Linked DNA regions of Gossypium hirsutum: region 2 is linked to region 1. A link is a contact called in public Hi-C data. All regions are on one chromosome and are shown on one strand. Each heading gives the region's core, a stretch centred on a gene start, on an enhancer-like site or on the middle of the called end of the contact. The rest is flanking DNA. Distances are from core to core; before and after follow the strand shown. Region 1 holds the start of LOC107917714 (WD repeat-containing protein 44). Region 2 has its middle 5.3 kb from the start of LOC121214371.

Region 1 (4,934 bases), core at 1,819-4,318:
ATGTAAGTTAACAATAATGTGAAAGTACTTTTCACTAATACTCATGTTGCACGTGGCAAAATAAATGCACGTTGAACGTGTTAGATCATTTCCTTCATGAGCCAAGATACAGCCTACTCAAATTGATTATGTTTACTTGATTCTCTAAGGCCTTGCAAAATTCCTTTACTGCTTTGCTGTCCTGTTGCATCAGAATGCATGCAGGTCATTTAGCAGCTGTCTCTACACCTAAATAGGCAATGCCAAATTAAAGAACCAGCAATAAATCACTTACAGTTTCGGAAATCAAACCTAAACATATTTAAAATTTCACCACTAAGATCCACCAATTTCTACTTCTTGTTTGCCAACCAATTTAGAAGAAAATTTACTTCATTTTTGCATTTCATAGATCCTTTGCAGCTCAAGATGACAAATATACAATTTTGCCAAGTGTGGAGACAAGTGCATGACAATGGTTATTATATTTTGATTAATTTTTTATTTACTTGTATCAATTATGCCTGCATTTCGTTGAGTGCATTGCAGGCAGGCACCCTCTCTCTTCATTCTCTTCGAAGTGAAACATAGTTCCATAACAAATTCAGTTCTTACAAAAAATCAATAAAATGTTACACAACTCTGAACTTCATCTTGCCACCAAAAACTTGATTAAAAAAAGCATCTCATAGAGCACAATTTAGAAGAGTAGAAATAAAAATGCATTCCTTTGCCTACTTTGGGCTAGCAGAAAAACATAACATAAACTCTCGGTATACAAAAAATCAACAGATCAATTTAACAGTCCAACTAAATGAAAGCAAATAGACAACAACAATATGTCTGGAGATTATGTGTTAAAAGTATTCTAATGGTTAAGAAAAGAAAAAATGGAACACTCAATGATGATCAAACTAATAACTCTATATTTTTACATAATTCTCAAATACCTGAGAGGATTGAAGAATTAAGACTAACCTGAGATTTGGACCATGAGAGGTCAAGCACATCATCCGAATGTCCTTGAAAAGAACAAAAAGGTTTATCTGAAAGTGCAAAAACAGTATCTGGCACCACAATGGGGTCCAGGCTCAATGACTTGCGGCTTAGAGAAGACCTTCCTCTTCTCTTCTTCTCAGGATGGTGATCTGCAATTGGGGACAACATAGTTGTTTCTGGAAATCCATTAGCGACAAGCAAGAAGTTCAAATTCCCATCATCAACCTTTTCCATCAACTCCCCTCTCTTCTCCGATGCAACTACCCTCCATACATGAATTTCACAATCCTCACCTGCACTAGCAAGGTACTTTCCATCCAAACTGAACTTAATACTCCAAATGGACCCATTGTGCGCTTGAATCTCTTGGCTCTTGTAAAGAGCAGTGAGTTCTTTACAAGATTTTCCATACTGCTTCACCCTCACACGCTCCGGCCCATGAAAAGAAACATCCTGGCTATCATCCGTGGCAGAACTCGATCTCCTTCCACCCTTCTCAGATGAGGTATCCCTTTCTTCGCTACTTCGCCTTTCCTTATGGCCCTTTACAGTGACACTACTCGCAACGCTCTTTATGCTCTTAAACCAACTCCCTTTCTTCTTAAACTTGGAAACATCACCACCACCACCACTGCCATTGGCATCCAAATCTGCACTATCCTTATTACCCTCTTCCACATTCTGTCTCCTCATCAGTTCGTGAACAATCGGAGAATGCCCAACGCACATCTCGAACTCCTCCATGGTCAACTGCCTCCCAGTCCCAACTTCCTTCAACTTGTTCCACATCCCATCATCTCTAATCTCTTTTACTACAAACTCTTTCCCATTATCAAGGTTCTTAATGGTACATACCTGTTCACTAGAATCCACCTCATTCCCCGCCGCATCGTCTCCACCATCAAATGATTTAGACCCAAGTTCCCCATTCACACTCTTGCTACTCCGCCCAGTGGGCGGCTTATTACAAGTAGATCCATTGCTTTCGCAGGTTCTTAAGTTAGGAGCCGCAACATTAATACGATCGCATTCGGTATTATTATTCTTATTTGCAAAAGATAAACCAACAGAAAGAATCGAAGAGGAATTGGGACAGACAGATAAACAAGGAGAAGAAGAAACAGCAAGCTCATTACAATCACCGTTTGATTTCGATCGTACAATTCCACAGGAACTACTTCCCTTTTCAACTCCACGATCTTGCTCCTCTGACTCTTTTTTTACCAACCGATCTGAAGAAACTGATCTTCTCTCAAGCTGCACTCCTCTTCCTCCAGCATCACCGGCACCCATTGCCCGTCCCAGACCCAGTTCCGTTTCTGAGCCGGGTCTTGACCGGGAAAGACCAGAGTCGCGGCTAAGACCCATTTCACGGAGCAGCCGAGTTCTTCTCTCGGAAACGGAGGCGGGTTCTGAGATCCAGATGTCGAACTTGGAAACGGCCATGGGGAATTTCGGGACGGGAAATGGGTGGCGGGCATTGCTGGAACGGGTAACTGGGTCGGAATCCGAGTCAGACGAAGGAGTAGTTGAGTTGGAACAAGAACAAGAATTAGAAGAAGCAATGCGATCAAGGGATTCGTAAAAATACTCTTCTTCTTCTTCTTCGACTACTTGAACAACTACTTGCCCTTGACCTTTGTTTCCTTCTGTCCCCTCTTCTCCTTGGGTGGAATCCTTGTCTTTCTGGTTGTTGCTTCTATCAATGGGGTTTTTGCTCATGCTTTCTTTATGAGCATTCCCATTTCAAATTGGACAAATGAACCATCAAAACCAAGCCAAACAAAATCTGGGTTTGGATTGGATCAAAGGATGGGAAGGGGGAAAACAGTGTTTGGAGGGAAGGAAAGGGAGAGAAAATCAGATCCAAAGGAAAGAAAAAGAAGGCATGGGTTAGGGGGAGGAAGGAAAGAGAGTTGGGGTTTGGTGATGTCTTTGTGTGGGAGAAGTGAAGGGGAAAATTGATATGGTTTTGTTGGTTTTTGGTTTTTGGGGGGATGGGGCTCTATTGAAATGTGAACTGTGAAAGGTGAAAGGTGAATGGATCATTTCTCTCTTCCAAATAAAATATTCCTACTAATCAAACAAATGGAAACATTTTGAGAGCTTAAAGAAAAGTATTTTATATATATACATTTACTTTCTTTAATGAAATTCCATTTTCATTCGCTCTCTTTTTTGCACTTTCCTTCTTCATAAAACATCCCAATTCTATTTTTTTTAGTAAAGCCCGAACAGTAAATACAATTCGAACTCAGACTACACTTAAAATGATGAACACTTTTAATCATCAAGTCATCATATAAATTTTTTTTATTTTTAATTATTATTACATCGAAATTAATAAATTTAAATAAAACTCGAGTATAAAATATTTATTTTTATATCCATAAATTAAATAGACAAAAAGTGTATTCTATAACATGCCTTGGTCAATTCAGAAGTTGGAAAAAGAAAAAGGAAATAAAGGTGTATCACTATCAACTATGAAGCAAAAGTTGATATATTTATTTTTATTATAAAAATATTATTTTTCATAACTAAGACATAATTTAGTATTTAACAAATCAAATCAAATGAGAAGATAAAAAATTTTATATACCAATTCAAGAATCATGTAAATTTTTTTTTAATATGTTGATGTATTTTTAAAATATTTATTTGATCTATTTCGATATCATAACATATTTTTAGTTGAAAGAAGAAAGGAAATTGGGCCTAAAGCTAAAACTGGCATTTGTTGACTTGTTAGAAAAAGAAGAGCTAAATGTAAGCAACTACCAACTGTTGGTACATGGTACCCAGCCCATTACTATTAAGTCAAGATGACATCCCATAGCTTAAATTTCAACCACTTTTTGGGACCATTTTTATTAATATTTCTCTCTTTTCTTTTGGGGTTTCAAAATTTCACCTTTTTTGCTTTTATAGTAAGCTTAGATGATGATGTTTTTTTCAACATGTAGGTGGATATTTTTTTCTTTCTTTATTTCTGCTAGATTTCATGTGGTAGAAACATTAATAAGTATGAAGGGTCATTATCTATGCTTTGATAACCCCAAAACAAAACATATATATATGTACTAAAAATCTTTTGATTACATGGTCGGAGTTTGATGTCTGCTCATGAGAATGAAACACATTTCATGATTAATTGTTTATCTTTTCGGAGAGCTTCCATGATGAAGGGATTAATAACTATGACGACAATGAGTATCACAATTTCGATAAAAGAAAATTTTCTACTATATGATACTGTTAGGTTACATTTTACTATATTTTAATTCACTAAAAAATTTGGGTAAACTACACCATTAGTCATGAAATTATTGGAAAAATTTTATTTTAGTCAACTAAAAAAATTGTAATTTCATCATTGAACTATTCAAAAGTTTTTTATTTGAATTACTGGGTTGTTAAGTTTTTTTTTAAATTCTGCCAAGGAGCTCCAAGTAACGATTTGACAATCAATACAATTGATCAGTACCCATCGATGACTAGAAGAATGTACCTTGACCCAAGTCGATTTGACGGTCAATGTCAAGATCGAAGAAAATAGTTATTTGAATTCTGGTTTACCAATTCGTGACATCCAAAGTTGTTTCACGAAAAAAAACTGAATTATTAAAGAGAAAGAGAGCTTTCAATTGGTGCATACAGGATAAACAGAGAAATCCATATAACATTGATTTTAATACTCCAATAACTTAAATGAAAATTTTTGAATAGTTCAATGACCAAAACAAAAACTTACCTGTAATTTAATAACTAACCTTGTAAGTCCACCTTTAAAATTTTAAAACTATCTAGTAAGGTAGCATTGTGTTTTGGCCATTTAGCCATGAGAGAATGAATGGCAAATGCTAAAGAGAAGAGGTTTGCTATAATTTGAGCATACGAGTGTTTTAGGTATACATAAAATTGAGGGTGTTAATGGGGGTGGTGGAGTAGTCTTA
Region 2 (4,934 bases), core at 1,682-4,181, 190 kb after region 1:
TTTAAGTCAAATGATCAGGGAAATGGATTGAGTCAAAATTAAAAAAATTCATAAAACAGGGCTCGAACCCAAAACATTACGCACACAATCACAACACTCAACCACTAAACTAAATTAAATTATTTGACATAATTTAACAATCCAAACTTAAGAAAATTGGGGTGTTACAAAAGTTTTTTTCAAACCTACATCTAGAAAGACCTTAGCCTAAGTGAGATGCTTCATATTCTTAATGTTATATTGAAATTGTCACTTGAACAAAACGAAAGAGGAAAAATTTATCCTACGAGGAATAAGGATTATTTCCAAAAGGAGTTTTTTTGTTTTTGAAGTCAGTTTAATGAAGGAGATCCTCTTTGGCATTTTTGCTAAAAAAAAGGGAGAAGACCGGAAGCAAATATGCTTTGTTTGGACCAAGTTATTTACCTCTTAATTGCATTTTATTCTTTTCGATATGATATGTTGCATACTCCCTTCTTATGCTTGATAGATGATTTAATGACTCATGCTGATAAGAGGAGTTTTTAAACATGATAGTTGCTGATGCATTTCTTAAGGGGAGTTATAATCTAGTTCACTTATTTATTGACTTTATTTACCTTGTACGTGTCTTGTGTGTTATCATTTTTTGCAAGGTTTTATCAACATGCCAAATGGAGAGATTGTTAGAAACTTTAACCGTTATACTCTATTGTTTTATTTTTTGTTATAACATTGATTGGAACAACAATTGGGGACAATCAAAGCTATTTATTGAGTTAGCTATTATAACTTGTATAAAAATAATATTGGTTATTTATTTTATTAAGCAGCAGATGCGAGATGTGTTTTTATGTTCAAGGGAACTAGATATAAATGTGACAACAATTTTGAAGGAATTAGAAGAGTTCATAATTGACTTGGACTCTATCTTACTATCTTAAAAGATAAGGAGTTCATTAGTTTAGATTTACTTCAAGTAAAAAACTTATTATCTAATTCAAGTGAGACTGAACTTGTTAAAGGTTAGCCTATCCCGTATTTTTTAACGTGGATGAAGTTATTTAAAGCCTGTTTATAAATTGTCATATGCACAACAGGGTGTGCTTTGGAGTGTTATTTTGTTGAGTATTTTGGCTCTCTTTTCTTAGTCCTTTGGAAAGAGATATTGATTGTAAGGTGAAGTTTTTAAGGTGAGTAATTATAACAATTTAGAGACGACGACTTTAAAACTGCGCTTATTCATTGATGTAGGACAGATTAAGCTTAAATCAAGAGTTGTAATAAAAATTGTTCTTTAAATTAAACTCTCTAAAAGTTGAATTCAGAATGCATTAATAAATTTATTGTATCCATATTTTTACACTCTTTACTCTTATTATAATATCTAGATTCTTGTAATAAATGGGATGATGCATTGAAACTAAATGTTAACTATTTATTATAAAATTTCAAATTTTAAACAATTTATTATACCTTTTTTGAACTTTCTTATCACCATTGACTTCTATTTAACATATTCATTTTTAATTCGTAATTTATATTGCTCAAATTACAATAATGTTTTTACTCCAAAAAGGTCATGCTTGTGTTAAACAACATCACAAGATTTGTTTGTTAAAAACGCAATACTCTTTTTCTATGATTTAAAATATAAGTGTTATTAAATAATATAGTGTCTTATCCTTAACATCATTATCCAATTAAAAAAATATTGGTGCTATCAAAAATTAATTTTGAATAAAAAATTCAATATTTTTTACTAAGTAATGCATATTTTATTCAAAATTGATTGTTCAAGTATAAAAATTCTTGGTGCTACAATCGGTTGAAATAAGTCCCTAAAATTAATAGATATTCTAAAATCAAAGAATGTAATATGAAAAAATGTGCAATCCATTGAATGCAATCCCAATAATAGTAGAGATTTATAAAATTAGATTTAAAATTAAAAAACAAAAACAAAGTAAGATAAGAATTATAAACTTCAAAATTCGTTTCATATTATGAAATCAACCATATAAGCAAGAGAAAAAAATCATGGACCCAAAAACACAATAAAAGTAAAATAAAACAAGATATAAATTTTAAAAAATCCAAGCAATGAGACAAAAAATAAATAGGGATCGCCGTGAGTTGGATATTGGCTAGGCTCCCCTATCATATTAACTAGACTCATTCCCACAAAAAAAATATCACTCAATCCTAATTTCAAATAAATTATTTATTCTTTCTCGTTTGTACATTAAAACTTTATCTTGATCATGATGGACATTCACTTAATAAGATATTCATAACAAAATTCATTTAATACAACACATTTTAATAAATATAAACAATTCACCAATGTATAGCATAAGTAAGAATTTTAGTTAATTAATAATTAATCCAATAAATAAAATAGGAAGATCTTTAATTAATTACTTTCCAGAAATGGACAAATTTGAGCAAAAGTAGATATTTAAGAAATCCACTTAGAAAAAGAAAGCATCTACACATAAAATTAAGCTTTTTAACCTCAAGTTAAATCATTATTTTGGGTTAAATCAAATTTAGGAATTAATTTAGACAAAAAAAATTCAAACCCAATGAAAAGTAATTGTTAAATTCAAGCTCTTAAAAGTGATTTAACCTTAAAGCTTTTATAATATTTTTTTAATTTCAATCATTATAGATTCTGGCTAGACTTACGTACGAATTGGGTCGGTTTAGTTTGTGGCCCGACAACTCAAGTTTATTATTTGTATATTATAATAATATTAAACTTTTTATTTTGAAATTTATATATTTTTATAACTAAATTTAAATATATTTACTTTGAATTTAGATCCAACCGATTGTCTCGAAATCAAATATGGATAGTTCTAATCTAAGGTCGACAGATAATTGAAGGGTAATGCAATGCTAATCTGGTGAGTATTTGGGCTGGGTTAACAACAACACTAATCTGAGCCCAGATTATCCAGCCTATCCAATATATAAGGGCCACTTACACAATTTTCTCAAAATTGGCCCATATTATATACTAAAATGTAAAATGATGTTAAAGAAACAAAAAAAGAAAATTTATCCTGCATCTCCCAACTATGACCTAAACTCTAAATTAGTCATCAAACTTCAAAACATTCTAACTAAATCCTGAAAATATCAGCATTGTATCAATTACGTTCTTCTTCAACTTAACTATCAAATTGGGTGTTAAATGTTAGCTTAGATCTCATGCGGAACATGTTTGAAACATATGAATCAAAATCGAAACATGTTTGTACTTATCGCATGAACAACTTAAATCTAATGTGTTAAGAAAAAGAAGTAACACTTCAAAATTCTGATGACACTATTTTTACTTTAACGCATCAAATCTAAATTGTCCATGCACTAGATATGTGTGTTTAAAATTTAATTCACGAGTTTTAAACATGTTTTGTGTTTAATTCAAATTGACATTTAGCACACAAACTGATGCTAGAATAATAAAAGAATCTAATTAATACAATATTGATATTTTAAAGATTTAATTAAAATATTTTAAAATTTATAAACTAACTTAAAATATGAATCATAATTTAAGAATGGATGGTAAAATTAAACTAAAACCCCTAAATCTGAATAGATTTAATTCAAGAAAGAAAAAGACTTTAGTATCTAAATCTAATTTTGCTTATAAAATCTTCGACCCCAAATATATTTGCATTTCAAATCTATATTTTGGAACATATTATATATATATATTATAGGTGTCTGGGTAGGAAAAAAAATATAATTTTCTTTTAATTCATTATTTGGTAATGTTGATATATATATATTTGAAAAGTACATAATTTTTAATTAATATAGGTGTAAAGCCCAGATTTCGCCCGGGCCCAATAACAAATAAAATACCCATAGTCCATTTTACATAAAAAAATAAACCCAATTTTGCCAGCCCAAATAAAATACCTTAGGCCCAATACAACCCTAGCCCACAAACAATTTGTTGCAGCAACAAAGGAGAAACCCTAGGGCGCCGTTGACCGCCGCCTCTGTCCATGCGCGCCGCTTTATCTCCTCACACACCATCACCACGCCTCTGACACCTGCAAAGAAATTGAATACAACCATAGAGCATGCTAACAGAAATGACAGTAAATAGGCAGATAGAGGATAGTTTAATAATAGGATTCGGCTATAAAAGCCATAGGATCCCCTTGTAAGTTTTTTTTACGAATGCACATCAAAAAAATCAGAAATAGAACGGAGTTTTAAAAGGTTGAATCTGATTATATATAATATATATTATAGGTGTCTTGGTAGGAAAGAAATGTAATTTTCTTTTAATTCATTATTTGGTAATGGTTAAATATATATATATTTGAAAAGTACATAATTTTAAATTAACATAGGCATTTCTCTTATTTTCTCTCATCTCACCATTTCTATTTGAAAGGATTGATTTTTTATAATGAAAAATGATCTCACTTTTATTTTCCTCTCACTTTTATTTTCAACTAAGCGCAATCAATTTTTTTTCACTTTTCCATCTAGTGAAACACACCCTTAAGCATATTAGCAGAGTGATGGTTTTATTGTATGTGTCATGTTCTCTTTATTGTTCTGATCATCCTCTTAATCTTGGAAGGAAGATATTTATGGGCAAATTAGGGTTTAAAGTGGGTTCCTAATTAGGGTGAACTTGAAAATTTTTTAAGAGATTAGAATTAAATTGTATATTTTTTTATAATAGTAAAAATATAATTCTACTATTTTAATAAATTAAATATTTATAATTTTTAAAGGACTAAATCGATTCTTTATCATTTTTGAGAGCTTAAGTACAATTTTACTATTATTAAATTAAAATTTTAAAAATCTTAAAAGATTAAAAGGAAAATTTCTTATTTTAGGGGGTCGAGCCTCCTACTAGCCCCATCCCTAATATAATAATTACCATCTTAGTAGAGTTTAATCTAGACTTA

Evidence for each region. Hi-C and Micro-C count contacts between places; a contact is called where the count stands out from the background.
Region 2: a contact with region 1 is called in a Hi-C map of leaf, with 1.6 times the contacts expected there. The contact joins the enhancer-like site here to the promoter of LOC107917714 in region 1.

What each region holds. Positions count from the first base shown.
Region 1 is chrD01:7,519,793-7,524,726 of Gossypium_hirsutum_v2.1, forward strand. It overlaps LOC107917714 (WD repeat-containing protein 44), which reads right to left and starts at 3,069. Exons shown (of 7, transcript XM_016846996.2): 1 at 958-3,069. The coding sequence starts at 2,700.
Region 2 is chrD01:7,707,015-7,711,948 of Gossypium_hirsutum_v2.1, forward strand. No RefSeq gene overlaps it. Among protein-coding and RNA genes, the nearest start is that of LOC121214371, 5.3 kb to the left of the region's middle. Within about 2 kb of position 2,932, at least 1 of the 9 cell types and tissues checked has an H3K27ac peak or open chromatin away from gene starts, as enhancers often do. A contact at or near this core is called in leaf, where this site is marked.